Linked DNA regions of Mus musculus: region 2 is linked to region 1. The links are chromatin contacts, called in public promoter capture Hi-C maps. All regions are on one chromosome and are shown on one strand. The core of a region is the stretch at or near the end of the contact, and the rest is flanking DNA. Distances in the headings are between cores, read along the strand shown.

The links. Promoter capture Hi-C pulls out the DNA fragments that hold promoters and counts their contacts.
Region 2: a promoter capture Hi-C map of liver shows a contact between it and region 1, with 4 times the contacts expected there. The contact joins the enhancer-like site here to the promoter of Cep68 in region 1. A contact is called at or near these places in 4 of 39 promoter capture datasets (hippocampal neurons, liver and pre-B cells) and 1 of 115 datasets of contacts at active chromatin or transcription factors (large pre-B cells).

Annotation. Positions count from the first base shown.
Region 1 is chr11:20,243,934-20,251,068 of GRCm38.p6, reverse strand. Cep68 (centrosomal protein 68) reads left to right here and starts at 1,645. Exons shown (of 7, transcript NM_172260.3): 1 at 1,645-1,762.
Region 2 is chr11:21,515,825-21,523,151 of GRCm38.p6, reverse strand. No RefSeq gene overlaps it. Among named protein-coding and RNA genes, the nearest start is that of 4932414J04Rik, 8.3 kb to the right of the region's middle. Within about 2 kb of position 5,286, at least 3 of the 459 cell types and tissues checked have an H3K27ac peak or open chromatin away from gene starts, as enhancers often do. A contact at or near this core is called in liver, where this site is marked.

The DNA.
Region 1 (7,135 bases), core at 396-2,895:
CCATAGGCCCGATGCAAGGAAAAGGGGTGGGGAAAAAAAACCCACCAATCCCTGAGCTTCAAACAAAAACATAGTAATCCCTGAGCACAAGAATCCACCAATCCCTGAGCTCCCCAAGCTCAGGACTTGAAATCCTACCAATCCTCATCCTGGAAATCTCTGTCCTGAAAAGCCCCACCCACTAAGAAACCCTATATAAGCCCTGCTCTTTGTTCAATTCCCTGCTCTCTGCTCCTGGAGCGGAGGTGGCCACCCCTGGATTCATCCCTCCACATTTTGGACCCTCCAATAAATATCTTTTATGAGCTTTGCTGCCTGGTGGTACTCTCTCATCAGAAGCCAAGAAGCAATGAAGAGAAGGAAAGAACAGGAGTGGGGCTGAGCTGGGGATACCCTCCCCCTGGGAGCTGCAACACCTCAGTTAGGAGGCTTCCTCTTAGAGCAGTGTGGTTCCTGGGCTTCTGTGTTTCAGGACGCCCTTCCAACTGAGCAAGAACACTTAGAGAAGGCCGCTGGGCCAAAGTCAAAGAAGAGTACAGAACACATCTGGTTGAGACCATCCAGGTGCTCAATCGCATTACCATATTTACTGCTAAATGACTTCATACGTCCTTTATTTATTTTTTCCTTTAAACAAGTAACTGGATACACGCTGGTAAATGCTACCTACCTATTTGACACATTTCGGTTCTGAATTCCTTTTTAACTTTTTCCTTCTGGGTTGAAGAGAGAATTCAAGGCCTTGCATATAACAATACACTTTTACTTTAAAACACCCAGTATGGGGAAGACTGGGACAAAATCAGGAGTTCAAATTCAGCCTGGGATACGATGAAATTTACACTCACTCTCTCTCTCTCTCTCTCTCTCTCTCTCTCTCTCTCTCTCTCTCTCTCTCCACACACACACACACACACACACACACACACACACACACACACAAAACAAAGCCAAATAAAAAGCTGGGCATGATAGGGTTTGCCTGTACTCCCTGCACTGGGGAAGCCGAGGCAGAAGGAGCACTATGGCCAGGCAGGCCAGCCTGGCAGTTAAGTTTGTGGTCTTAGGTTGGATTAAGTCTCTGTCGTGTTAAGATCAGTCCAGCTCCTTCTCTAAACTTCACAGGCCCAGAACACTGTGGAAGTCCCTTCTCCCACTACTGGTGAGACAGGCTGGGCCTCCTGAGCCTCAGAGTCTCAGGACGGTGGCGAGGGGCCGGGGGTGGGGGGAGGGAGGGAGCTCGACCCACACCTGGTCCCCTCGCCCAACTTCTGCCCGATGCCCAGATTCGGACATGCCCTGGGGGTTCCACACAACGCAAAAGGGGAGCACCAAGCCTGGAACCACCCTCCCAGCCGCGGAGAGCACGTCGACCCAAACACCGCAAGCCTTCGATCCGCGGAGAGCGCGCCTTGCTATCCGCGTGGGCCTGCGTGGACGCCAGGACCGCGAACACCCAGCTGGCACGCGCGTCCGGACAGCGGAGAAAGAAGCTCCGGCCACCCATAGGCCAGGGTCCTGCAGGGGGCGGGTTCCCATGGCAGATACGAGCTGTGGATTGGTGAAGCATCCGAACGGAGAGTTTGGATTGGTTGCTTCATGGGGCGTCCTCCGCGGAGAAGCGGCAAGGGCGGAGGGCGTGGCGGGCGCCTGGCCCTCCCTCCCCAGGAGTGCGGGCGCCCGCGGGAGGCCCCGTCGTCGCCGCCTGGGACCCTGGCCCAGCTACGCGGGTCGCTCGGGACGTGCGGCGGTGTGGAGTGAGGTAAAAAGGCTGTGGCCGGCTCGAGTGTCGCGGCGCCAAGACTCGAGTCGGGGCATTCCCCTCGTGCCCGGGGCTCCGCGTGGGGGACCCTGGGGGAGGCCCGCGGCCTGGAGGGCACAAAGGCTGGCCGCGATGGGGGCGCCTCGCGCGTTCGCCTCCATCTTGCGGACCGTGCCGGGTGGAGGCGAGCGGAGGGGCAGGCTGTGGAGGGCCAGCGCGGCCTGCAGAGCGCGTGGGGCCGCACCTCTGGCAGCCCCATGCAGCTGTGCGCGCGTCGACCTTGGTCGCGGAGAACCGGCGGGTCACAGCCACAGCCGCTCGCGTCTGGACGGCTGCTGCTTCCATGGCCCAGTGAACGCATCCGGAGGAGGAAAGCAAAGCGGCGCACTTTTTATCTCTAAGATCTACCCTTGTCATCTGTCACCTGTTAGCCAGTCTCAGCAGCCCGGGAGCACATGCCCCAAACTTAGTAATTTTATAATTACCATGTTTTATTCAATTAAAAATTAAAAAAATAATAATAAAAGCTAAAAACTCCCAGTGCCCGAGCAGAGTAGACCTTACTGGGAATTGATGGGGTCCGAGACAAGGAAAGAGGTAGTCTGGTATACAGCTTGCGACACTTTTTGCTTTGGGCTTGGTTCAAATACAAGCCACTACTCACCTAGTTCTCTCCAGCGGACTGGGTTAAATTCTGGATCACTTAGGAACAGTGGGTGTAAGGGAACCCAGCTTCACATCATCACAGAAGCTTTTAAAAACTTTTTCCCTACCCCCACAACTGAAAAACATACCCTTCTCTGGGCAGCCCATATGGGCCTGGGTTGGCAATGAAGTGGTTTCCCCGCCCCCTAACAGGATGAAAGGTCTGTAAGGGAAGGAAACCAAAAGAAAACAAGAACAAGTGAAGCCCAACGTTGAGGGAACCGGAACTTTTAAAAGCCTTTAAGTTGTTGGATTATTTTTACAGGTTAAGGAAGCAGCTGGGCTCTCTGAATCAATTCAGACTTTAGTCCCTTTCATACTACTAATTCAGGATAAATTCACGTGTGCCTTAGTTCTCTCATCTATAAAGTGGAATTTAGGCCCCAGCACGACAGGACAAAAAAACATGGCTAGGAAGAGTAATAGTGCCAATTCCAAGGTTTATAAAATACCTAAGATAAGAAGAAATACTTAGACCTACCAGAGCACTCGGGAGAGAGAGGCAGGTGGATCTCTGAGACTGAGCTATATAAACACAGAGACCTGTCTTAAGATGCCCCACCCACCCACCCACCCAGGTACCACTACCAAATATCTGTATAACTCTTGCTTCTTCTGGTGTCTGTCTTTCTGTCTTGAGGCCATCCCTCAAACCTTTTGTGATTGCTGCTCTGACCCCAGAGAGTATTCTTAGATTTATGCTTTTAAAGTCCTTACCCTGTTGTGGCAGGAAGAGGCTCTGAAAATATGTACCAGGCCTTGGGCCACCACTGCCCACCCCTCTGTCAGGGCAGTACCACTACACCACCACTATCCACCCACATGACCACAAAGTTGAAATTTCTTAAAAATTTTAATTTTTTGAACATTTCATATAGGGGCTGGAGAGCTCGCTTAGCAGTTATGTGCACTGGCTGCCGTTCTAGAGGACCCAGGCTCAGTTCCCAACACCAACCTGGCCTCTACAACTTCAGTCCCAGGGGACCCACCCCTCTTCTGACTTCTGTAGGTACAACATACATGTACACAAAAATAAAACCTCAAAGCTAATTCTAAAGAGGAAGTTTTCATATGTGTATGCAGTGTGTGTCGCTTGTATCTGTCCCTCACTATAGCTCTCCTCAGGAATCCCCATCATGTGAAACAGTTATTTTGTGTGGAGGTCAGAGGCAGCATACTGCATGTGGTGGGGAGAGGGCAGTTTGTGAGAACGTGTCTCCTTTCTTCAATCTGTGACCACAGTTTTCCTGATATCCACCCTGCTTGAAGCTAGCCTCAGAGCCAGCTCAAGTCTGTCTTCTCTTTTGTCATTACGGACTTCACTGTTGCCGTCCTGCCTAGCGTGACCTCCACTGTGACACTCCAGAAGCCTTGAAGCTCCAAGCCCTGCTGGGCTCCATCTTCCCACTCGCTCCCTTCCTCTTTCTTGCTTACTAGACATGATCTGCTGCTGGGTATTTATGGCATTTCTCGCTACCTGTGAGTCCTGTGACGTTTCATTGTTGAGGCCCCAAACTGAAAGGGGCATCCCTGCCAGTACAGGTGGCTGTCAGTGGCCATGGGTACACAGACAGCACTTGTCAGAACAGAAATGTTGACAGTTGGGATGCATGCATTTGTTTCCAAGGGAGTTGCTACTTAAAGAATCACACGGGAATTTTTTGTTGTTCAGAGATTTGCTCCTTGGTGAATCATGCATCTATTTGAATGAGTTAGACAGAAGTGAAAGTGCCCCCCCTCCCCAACTTGCCAGTCCTCTCCCATTTGCTCTAAACAGGAATGTGTGGGAAGAAGGCAGGCAGCTGGGATGAGCTTGCTTGAGGGTGACTCAACAGATACCAGGAAAGGTCAGGTGTCCCCTGCTGTTAACATATACACAGTGCTGAACATGGTGATAGCTGATGGGTCAAGTAGCCTTTGCAGGCTCTGAGAACTACCTGAGAGGTTTGAGGGTGAGTTTGTGGTGCTCCCTGGAAGATGCTAGAGGATAAGTAGTCCCTTGAGTAGCAGTTCTGTGCTCTTTCTCATAAAGAGGAGCAGGGTGCAGCGTTTACTTTTTATGCTGGCAATGACTAAACATGGTACATCTGTAAAGGAAAGCTGCATGTGTGGACTGGGGCCTACTCAAGAGAGGTGGTACAAGCATCTGGAAAGGCAGGGCTACCCAAGCCCTTTGGAACCCAAAGTGTTGCATTATGGGTCCCAAATGCCAGCTCCTGTGGAGCTGCAAGAGTTGGTGTTTGCTCTCCTGCGCTTGGTCTTGCTTTGATCGTACTCTTTGCTATCACTGCATTCTTCCCTGTGGGGATGGGAGTGTATATCCTAAACACTCGATGCTGCAAGTATGTAACTTTGGTTTTTTATTGTATAGGAGCTTACACATCAGAGATTTATTGAGTTTCAGAAGAGACTTAGTGGTGGCTATGCTTTTTTTATATGTATATGAGTGTTTTGGCTGTATGTATATCTATGTATGTACCACATGCGAGTCTGATGCCTGAGGAGGCCAGAATAGATAATCAGATCCCTAAAACTGGCATTTCAGGTGGTTGTGAGCCACGATGTAGATGCTGGGAATCAAACCTGGGTCCTCTGGTAGAGTAGTCAGTGCTCTTCACCTCAGAGCCGTCTCTCTAGCCCCCTGCAGTTACATGTTTAATCAGTATTGGATCTGTTAAAGTGTGAGTTTTCTTTTTTATGTTGGACTGAACGTGTTTTCCATTAGTTATCTTGCAATGAACCTATTAGTGGGTGGGGGACAAAAGAAGGAAGGCCATGACTTGACAGTGGTTAAGTGTGTTTGGGTATGGAGTTATGGTTATTATTGTCAGCCCGACAGGATATGGAATCATGTAGGAAACAGTTTTCTGGTGTATCTATACGGATTGTTAGACTTGGTTAATTGAGGTGGGTACCACCCTACCTGTGGCTGGGGCCCCAGAATGGATGATGAGGAAGAATGTGAGCACTGTCTCTCAAGCAGGCATCACTTCATGCGATACTGCACATGCAGTGTCACCAGCAGCCATGGGTCCCCTTCCAGGATTTCCCCGTGGTGGCAGACTGCATTCTTGAACTGTGAGCCAAAGTAAACCGCAGCATCATAGTCACTTTTACAGAGCGGCAAGACGACAGTGCAGGATAGACTGTGATTTAGTAGGCAGATTCATAATCAGATTGTAAACAATTCGATTCTCTGAACTGGGAGAGTAACCACATATATTCTATCTTTAGAAGTACTATTTCAGTGGAAATCCCCAAGTTTCAGGCCTTTCTAAAAAGAAAAACTTTTATTACATTTACTTATGTGTTATGGGTGCGAATGCTCATTTAAAAAGAAACACATTTTTATTACATGTCTTTTCATGCAGCCAGATTCTCCTCCCTTCCCGAATCGTGTGCGTGCTAAGGAGTCAAGTCCAGAACCCGGCTCTTGATGAACCAAACAAGGATCAGTAAGAACACACCACACACACAAGTAGTCCGTGCAGTTTGTTAAGGAGCCACAAGGTGAGGATGTGGCTCCATGAAAATCTCTCATCAGAACTCGCCGCTCCCTCTCCCGGTCCTCGCCCACCCTCTTTGGCTCTGGGTGCCTTTGGACTTGTGCTCTTACTGATCCTTGTTTGGTTCATCAAGAGCTGGGTCCTAGACTTGGCTCCTTAGCACGCAGACGACTGTAGATGTGAGGTGTGAGAGGGGTCCAGCTTCATGTGTCTCCCCGTTGACAGCCAGAGTGGATTCAGTGCATCTGGCTGGGGAGGCAGACACCCCTGTCTTCTTCACTCCCCTGTGTGTCCATCCTGGCTGGGTGTAGAGGGCCTGTGCACACAGATACACACTGGAGAAGGCAGGACAGTGAAGCACACAGCTTACCTCTTCAGTGGAGTGAGGTGTGTGTAGCAGCTCTGCCTAGAATGCCAGGAGTGATGGAGTTTCAGAGCCTGGTGATCCCTTGCTGTCTTCCAGACCCTTCCCCCTAAATCTTGAGCATTGCTTTCAGCCGTAAAGCCCATTCTTATGCGTGATATCACTTGTGCATTACAACAGCCTAAGTGACTTCTCAGTTATCTTAGAGCCAGGCCAGTCCCGACACCCACAGCCATTATCTTTACCTCAGTCATTCTCCCTAAACCCTTATCCTGGGCACTGTTTCTGAGGCAACAAGAACCCAGCTTACTGCTGAAGCCATATGGACTTTGTAAAGAGCTTCAGTGTGAGCCTTCCTTAAGCTGTGCTGCATTCAGGGGCTGAAGTTAATTGTTACCAGGAAACTTTGTTTCCAAAATTGTGCTGTGCTTAAATATACCTAAAGTAAAATGATGTGGGGCAGACTCTAGAAGTCCTAGTCCAGTGCCAGTTATAATAAAACTGAGTGATCCGGTTTCATTCTAACCTCACCCTTCTTGGCTTTTTTGGTTTTTTTTGTTTTTGTTTTCTTTTTTCCTGCTTGCTATAAAGCCTGTGGGGAAATCAATACAGTTGAAGGGAATAACTTTCCTTAACAGAGGACTGGTCACTAATCAAGGATATACCAGGAGCTATACTGCCCTTAGATCTCCAGACGAGCTCTGAGATTCTAGGTTCAATCCCTAGTGCTGTTTTGGGGTATTTCCTGGGGGGGGGGGCTTCTTTTGAGGTGGGGAGAGACAAGGTTTGGAATACTAT
Region 2 (7,327 bases), core at 4,037-6,536, 1.3 Mb before region 1:
ATCCCCAAAACACATCAAAATGATCATTCATCATGATCAAGTAGGCCTTATCCTAGGGATACAGGGATGGTTCACTATACAGAAATCCATCAATGTAATCCACTATATAAACAAACTCAAAAAAAAATAACCACATGATCATCTCATTAAATGCTGAGAAAGCATTTGATAAAAATCCAACACCCATTCATGATGAAAGTCTTGGAAAGATTAGGAATTCAAGGTCCGTACCTAAACTTAATAAAGTAAGTATACAGCAAACCAGTAGTCAACCTCAAACTAAATGTAGAGAAACTTGAAGCAATCCCACTAAAATCAGAGACTAGACGAGGCTGCCCCCTTTCTCCCTACCTAATCAATATAGTACTTGAAGTCCTAGCCACAGCAATTAGACAATAAAAGGAAATCAAAGGGATACAAATTGGAAAAGAAGAAGTCAAAATATCACTCTTTGCAGATGATATGATAGTATAGATAAGTGACCCCAAAAATTCCACCAGAGAACTCCCAAACCTGATAAATAACTTCATTGAAGTAACTGGATATAAAATTAACTCAAACAAATCAGAGGCCTTTCTCTACACAAAGGATAAACAGGTTGAGAAAGAAATTAGGGAAACAACACCCTTCAAAATATTCACAAATAATATAAAATACCTTGGCGTGACTCTAACTAAGGAAGTGAAAGATCTGTATGATAAGAACTTCAAGTCTCTGAAGAAAGAAATCGAAGAAGATCTCAGAAGATGGAAAGTTCTCCCATGCTCATTGATTGGCAGGATTAATATAGTGAAAATGGCCATCTTGCTGAAAGCAATCTACAGACTCAATGCAATCCCCATCAAAAATCCAACTCAATTTTTCACTGAGTTAGAAAGGGCGATTTACAAATTTATCTGGAATAACAAAAAACCCAGGATAGCGAAAACTATTCTCAACAATAAAAGAACCTCTGGTGGAATCACCATGCTTGACCTCAAGCTGTTCTACAGAGCAATTGTGATTTTAAAAATTGCATGGTACTGGTACATCAACAGACAGGTAGTTCAGTGGAATAGAATTGAAGACCCAGAAATGAATCTACACTTGATCTTTGACAAAGGAGCTAAAACTACCCAGTGGAAAAAAACCCAGCATTTTCAACAAATGGTGCTGTCTCAACTGATGGTTATCATGTAGAAGAATGTGAATTGATCCATTCTTATCTCCTTGTACAAATCTCAAGTCTAAATGGATCAAAGAACTCTACATAAAACCAGAGACACTAAAACTTATAAAGGAGAAAGTGGGGAGGGGCCTCAAAGGGGAAATATTACTGAACAGAACACCAATGGCTTATGCTGTAAGATCAAGAATCAACAAATGGGACCTCATAAAATTGCAAAGCTTCTGTAAGGCAAAGGACAATGACAATAAGACAAAACGGCAACCAACAGATTGGGAAAAGATCTTTACCAGTCCTAAATCCAATGGGGGGTTAATATCCAATATATATAAAGAACTCAAGAAGTTTGAATCCAGAAAATCAAATAACCCTATTAAAAAATGGGGTACGGAGCTAAACAAAGAATTCTCAACTGAGGAATACTGAATGACTGAGAAGCACCTAAAAAAATGTTTAACATCCTTTGTCATCAGGGAAATGCAAGTCAAAACCTCCTTGAGATTCCACCTCACAGCAGTCAGAATGGCTAAGGTAAAAAACCCAGATTACAGCAGATGCTGACGAGGTTGTGGAGAAAAAGAACACTTCTCCATTGCTGATGGGATTGCAAGGTCTTACAACCAATCTGGAAATCAGTTTGGTGTTTCCTCAAAAAGTTGGACATAGTACTACTGGAAGATCCAGCAATACCATTCCTGGGCTTATACCCAGAAGATGCTCCAACTTGTAATAAGGACACATGCTGCACTATGTTCATAGCAGCCTTATTTATAATACCTAGAAGCTGCATAGAACCCAGACGTCCTTCAACAGAGGAATGGATACAGAAAATGTGATACATTTACACTCAGCTATTAAAAACAATGAATTCATGAAATTCGTAGGCAAATGGATGGATCTGGAGGATATCATCCTGAGTGAGGTAACCCAATCACAAAAGAATACACATGATATGCATTCACTGATAATTGGATATTAGCCCAGAAACTCAAAATACCCAAGATACAATTTGCAAAACACATGAAACTCAAGAAGAAGGAATACCAAAGTGTGGACACTTGGATCCTTCTTAGAAGGCAGAACAATATACCCATGGAAGGAGTTACAGAGACATAGTTCGGAGCAGAGACTGAAGGCATGACCATCCAGAAACTTTCTCTCCTGGGCATCCATCCCATAAACAACCTCCAAACCCAGACACTATTGCAGATGCCAACAAGATTTTGCTGACAGGAGCCTAGTATAGCTGTCTCCTGTGATGCTCTGCCAGTGCCTGGCAAATATAGAACTGGAAGCTCACAGTCATCCATTGGACGGAGTACAGGGTCCCCAATGAAGGAACTAGAGAAAGTACTCAGGGAGCTGAAGGGGTTTGCAGCCCCCTAATAGGAACAAGAATATGAACTAACCAGTACCCCCAGAGTTCCCTGGGACTAAACTACCAAGTTAAAGAAAACACATGGTAGGACTCATGGCTCTAGCTGCATATGTAGCAGAGGATGGTCTACTTGGCCATCAATGGGAGGAGAGGCCCTTGGTCCTGTGAAGGTTCTATGCCCCAGTATAAGGGAATCACAGGGCCAGGAAGAGGAAGTGGCTGGGTCGGGAAGCAGGTGGAGTGGGGTGGAGATAGGGGATTTCTGAAGGGGAAACTAGGAAAGGGGATAACATTTGAAATGTAAATAAAGAAAATATCTAATAAAAAAAGAGAGAGCGAGAGAGATGGAACCCTTGTTGAGTGGGTTCCACCAGAAAATGTAGGTGGAAGAGGGAGTAGGGTTGAAAATGACTAGAATTTATTAGATAAATATGAAACTGTCAGACACTAAAAAAAAAAAAAGTAATTTAGCCATTAACTGTGAGTTCCCTGTACCCTCTTCCAAACTTGGTGTAAAGATATGTGTAGGAATATAAGTTACTTTTAGTTTTATTATAAAGAAACAAGAGAACAAAGAAGATACCAGGGTCTTTAAGAACAAAGTTCAGAGTTGAAATATGATTTTGAAAATTACTCAAGTTTATGAAAACCACCCTCTAATGTAATTTCATTGCCTTTAGGTTAGATATGAATAACTGGAAGGAAAAGTTAGAAAGCAGAACAGTTGTGAAGTAAATGTGGATTGACTCCCACTTTGACACGGGTGGAAGAGTTGAAAGAAAGCAGAAATCAAATCCCTTGTTGTTGAACAATAACAGCAGAATTGGGGGTGAACTCTGAGGGTTTTAAGATTTTGAAGACGATATTTATAACATTTAATAACAGAAAATGATTGGTGAATACTCTGCCATAGGAAGGTGGAGTGCAGAGTGACTTAGGTATCTAAATAGCAGGCTGTATGACATTCACAGGAAGGTATAGAGTGCCTTCATGTTGGAATATTAGGAGTTTACTTCTATTTTAGGTATTGTATTTGTGACTCTTGAACCATTATGGAGAAACTGGAAGTAGATTTTTAAAATTTTATAGTTGACGTGGATTTAATTCATCTGTAATGTGTTTTTCCATTTTTTAATTTAAAAAGTTTTACTACATTGTTTTCATTTAACTCTGTCTCTGTCTCTTTCTCTGTCTTTGTGTGTGTGTGTGTGTGTGTGTGTGTGTGTGTGTGTTTATGTACCGTGGCTCATGTGTGGAAGTCAAAGAGCAATGAAGAGATTTGGTTCTCTCTTTCTGTCACATGAATCCCAGGGATCAAACTCAGGTTGTTAAGTTTAGCAGCAATTGCCTCTACCCAATTAACCTCTTCACTGGCTCCTGATTGTCTTTTTGTTTTGTTTTGTTTTTCGAAACAGGGTTTTTCTGTATAACCCTGACTGTCCTGGAACTGACTCTGTAGACCAGGCTGGCCTCGAACTCAGAAATCTGCCTGCCTCTGCCTCCCAAGTGCTGGGATTAAAGGAGTACGCCACCACGCCCAGCTCCTGATTGTCCATTCTTAACATTTAAATATCCATTTAAATGTTTTATACTTCTTTGAGAATGTGGTAGTGAATTTTCCTGCCATATGTCCCCATACAGGAAAAAGGACTTTACCAACATACACAATGGTATAAAGACTTTATGGTCTTGAGAGTGTTATTTCCCTTGTTTGAAGCCAAGACATTAGAAATACAATTTAAATTCAACAACTGGTTTGGGGCTGATATCTGTGGAATTGCCATTAGTGATTGCTATCCTAAGAAAATCACGGTTGAGATATTTACACTGAAGCTTCTCTGTTCCAAAACACAGGCATCATTTTAGACTCTGACAGCTTTCAGGAACATCCTTCTTGGATGTTAATGCAATTCAAATGAATGCTAGAATGCTTCAAAGATCCTTGCAAATGAAATGGCTTTTGAAAACAAAACCTCTCCTCTGCGTGGAGACACCCTTCTAATTGCAAATAAAAACAGTTTCTGAGCTGTATAGTGGGAAGGAAGTCAGGTTTTAGAAGACCAACTTTGATGCCTACTGTGTAATTTCAGTGGACATTACTAGGGACAGTTGCATATTTCTAAGAGACATTCTAATAGAAGTGGGTTCTTTTGTAGGTTTTAAAACGTCAGTGTAAGCTTAAATTTTTCAAAACCTACTTTAATAAGGGTTCTTAAATGATTTAACCTTCTTTCTAGCCCAGCATTCACCAGAGGTAGTAGAAAAGAAAGATTATTAGGACACCAGAAGTGAACCTGTTTAGAAATTGTTCTTCAGAGCAAATCCAATCTGTGTTGTCAGGAAATCAGCAGTTCAGTTCACAGGTCAGTAGCAGCAGCCTGACCCACTTGCAAACACTTCACAAATACATCAGCAGTTCAGTTCAGTATTGTCAAGATGGCAAACATGAATAAGCAATGGTGGCATGACCCAGTAGGTATAGCCAGGCCTCAGCCAAATCAGCACCAGTCAGCCGGAGTGACTATGCTAGGAGAAGTTCGTTGCCATGCCTCTCTCTCAACAAAGTGAAGATCAGTGAAGACTCGAGACCAAGAAGCATTGCAAATAGACCGATGGAAGACCCTGTCACTGTCCATTGAGTCCTGTTTACACTCCCTCCAAACATCACGTGCCCTCCACGGGTCTTGCCTCACCACAAGTCTTACCTCGGCATGTGAGTCTGTCTTAGCAAAACTCCACGTGAGTCTGCATCAGCTCACATATCTCTGCCAATCGGTCAGAGTCCTTGGGAACCTCATGAGTTTCTCTCTATGGAGTCACAAGAAATTGAACTCATCAATGCAATGCAAGGCAAACCAATACATGCCTGTCATTAGTGAAGAATCCTTCATGTGTCCTTTCATGAGCTTGCTTCAGCAAAACATTCTTTCACCTGTGTCTGTTTCAGCAAAAACATTCCTTTATGTGCCTGCCTTATCAAAACATCCTCTCATCTATGTCCACTTCTGGAAAATGCTCTTTAATAGAACTGACTTTCCAAAGTTTCCAGTTCACACAATTTGAAAGATAGGCTATTTTCTCAAATTTCCTCACGGCTTTGGTGAATCCGTTTCTCACGTGATCCCACGGGAAATAGATTCGTACTTCAGACTGGAAACAGATTAGTCATGTGACCTGAGTCTCTAGAGCCTAATCACCTTGCTGCCAGTGTTTTTTGATCTTGCTACAGGCAAAGCTTGCTCCTACCAAGCATTTTTATCTTCTGCTGTCCTATAGCTTTCATCTACTTAACACTATGAGACCACACTGAGCACACTGAACTGCACCACTAATCCTATCCCACACAAATACAGCCATCCATTCTAAGTCCCATAGGCATTCTCTGCTGGAGAGTTAAGGAAGTCAACAATAAAATATTCTTATATTTCCTACCTATAGAGTCCACAAATCCACAAAATGTGGCCTAGATAGGCCCAGTGTAAACACTTTTGGTTAAAATCTTAGGATGTTCATCTTATGATGAAATGCAACACTGTAAACATTCATAAATGTTTATTTAATGCCATGGACCACCCCAGTTGGGTATGGGGGTCCCTGGAATGAGGGTCCTTGAAGCTAGGTGGGTAAGGATTTGGTGGTAACAAACAGAAACAAACACATAGGCAGTTTTAATCTGAGTGTATTTTGCAGCTCTCAAGCAGGGGATTTTATACACTAAAAAACCAAACATTACATCTCTTAGAAACTATATCCAGTGAAACAATCACAAATACCAAAAAAAAATCATTTGGCATAGTAAAGCACAAAAATTATTCAAGCATTACAACTCTGAAACTATGTATTCAGTGAATCACAAACAGAACAGGTAACATCATTATAAAAATCATCAAAATATAACAATTCTAAAAGGATGTATTCCTTGGAGGCTGTCATCCAAGGCTAGTGACATATTTCCAGGAGCAGGTTAATAAATCTTTAACAGTTAGTGCTCTTAACCTCTGAACTAACTTTCCAGCCCCATGGTCAATTATTATTTAACATCTAGTGCCTGATTTTATATAAATCTTCAATGCATAAATTTAAATTATTTTAATTATTTCTAATTAAGGCTTTCTTTACCATATACCAAAATCCACCTCCGATGACCCACATGTAGCCATATGAAATTTTATTGTTGGGAAAGTTTTTATCATATTAGTTTTGTAAATGATTTAGAAAGTAACGCGTTGGTTTCCCTGGAGATAAGGTCATGTTAGTGGCCTCATCTCTAGGGATGGTTTCTTACCCATTATTCTTGCTTAAGATCTTGGCCTAGGCTATCAGGAACATGTAAATAAGAAAAGGAATAAGAGAAAACATAACAGATAGATTGCCATGAGAACTACGGCTCAATATTTTTTCTCCAGTGAAGAGTTCTACAACTGGTTCCAGGATGCCTCCCCCTTTTGAGGTCAATCACCTCAGTCTGTGGAAATTGTCACACAGATCATACTGGAGGTGGTGTGGCAATTTAAATTTTGAGCCTTTGTAGTGATGAAATTAGAGATACACAAATATGTTAAAACATAATGAACTATAAACTTTAAATATGTGCAGTTTCTGTGGAGTGAACGTAGAGAAAGTTGTGGAGAAAATATATGGGTTCCCTCTAGCGACACCTACCAATTTAAGCTAATTTTTGAAAGAACAGTTTTCAGTTTTATGTGGAAACACTCATACACACAGCCCAAGATTGCAAAAAAGCAATCTTGAATAATAAAAATAACTCCTGAAGGTATCATTAT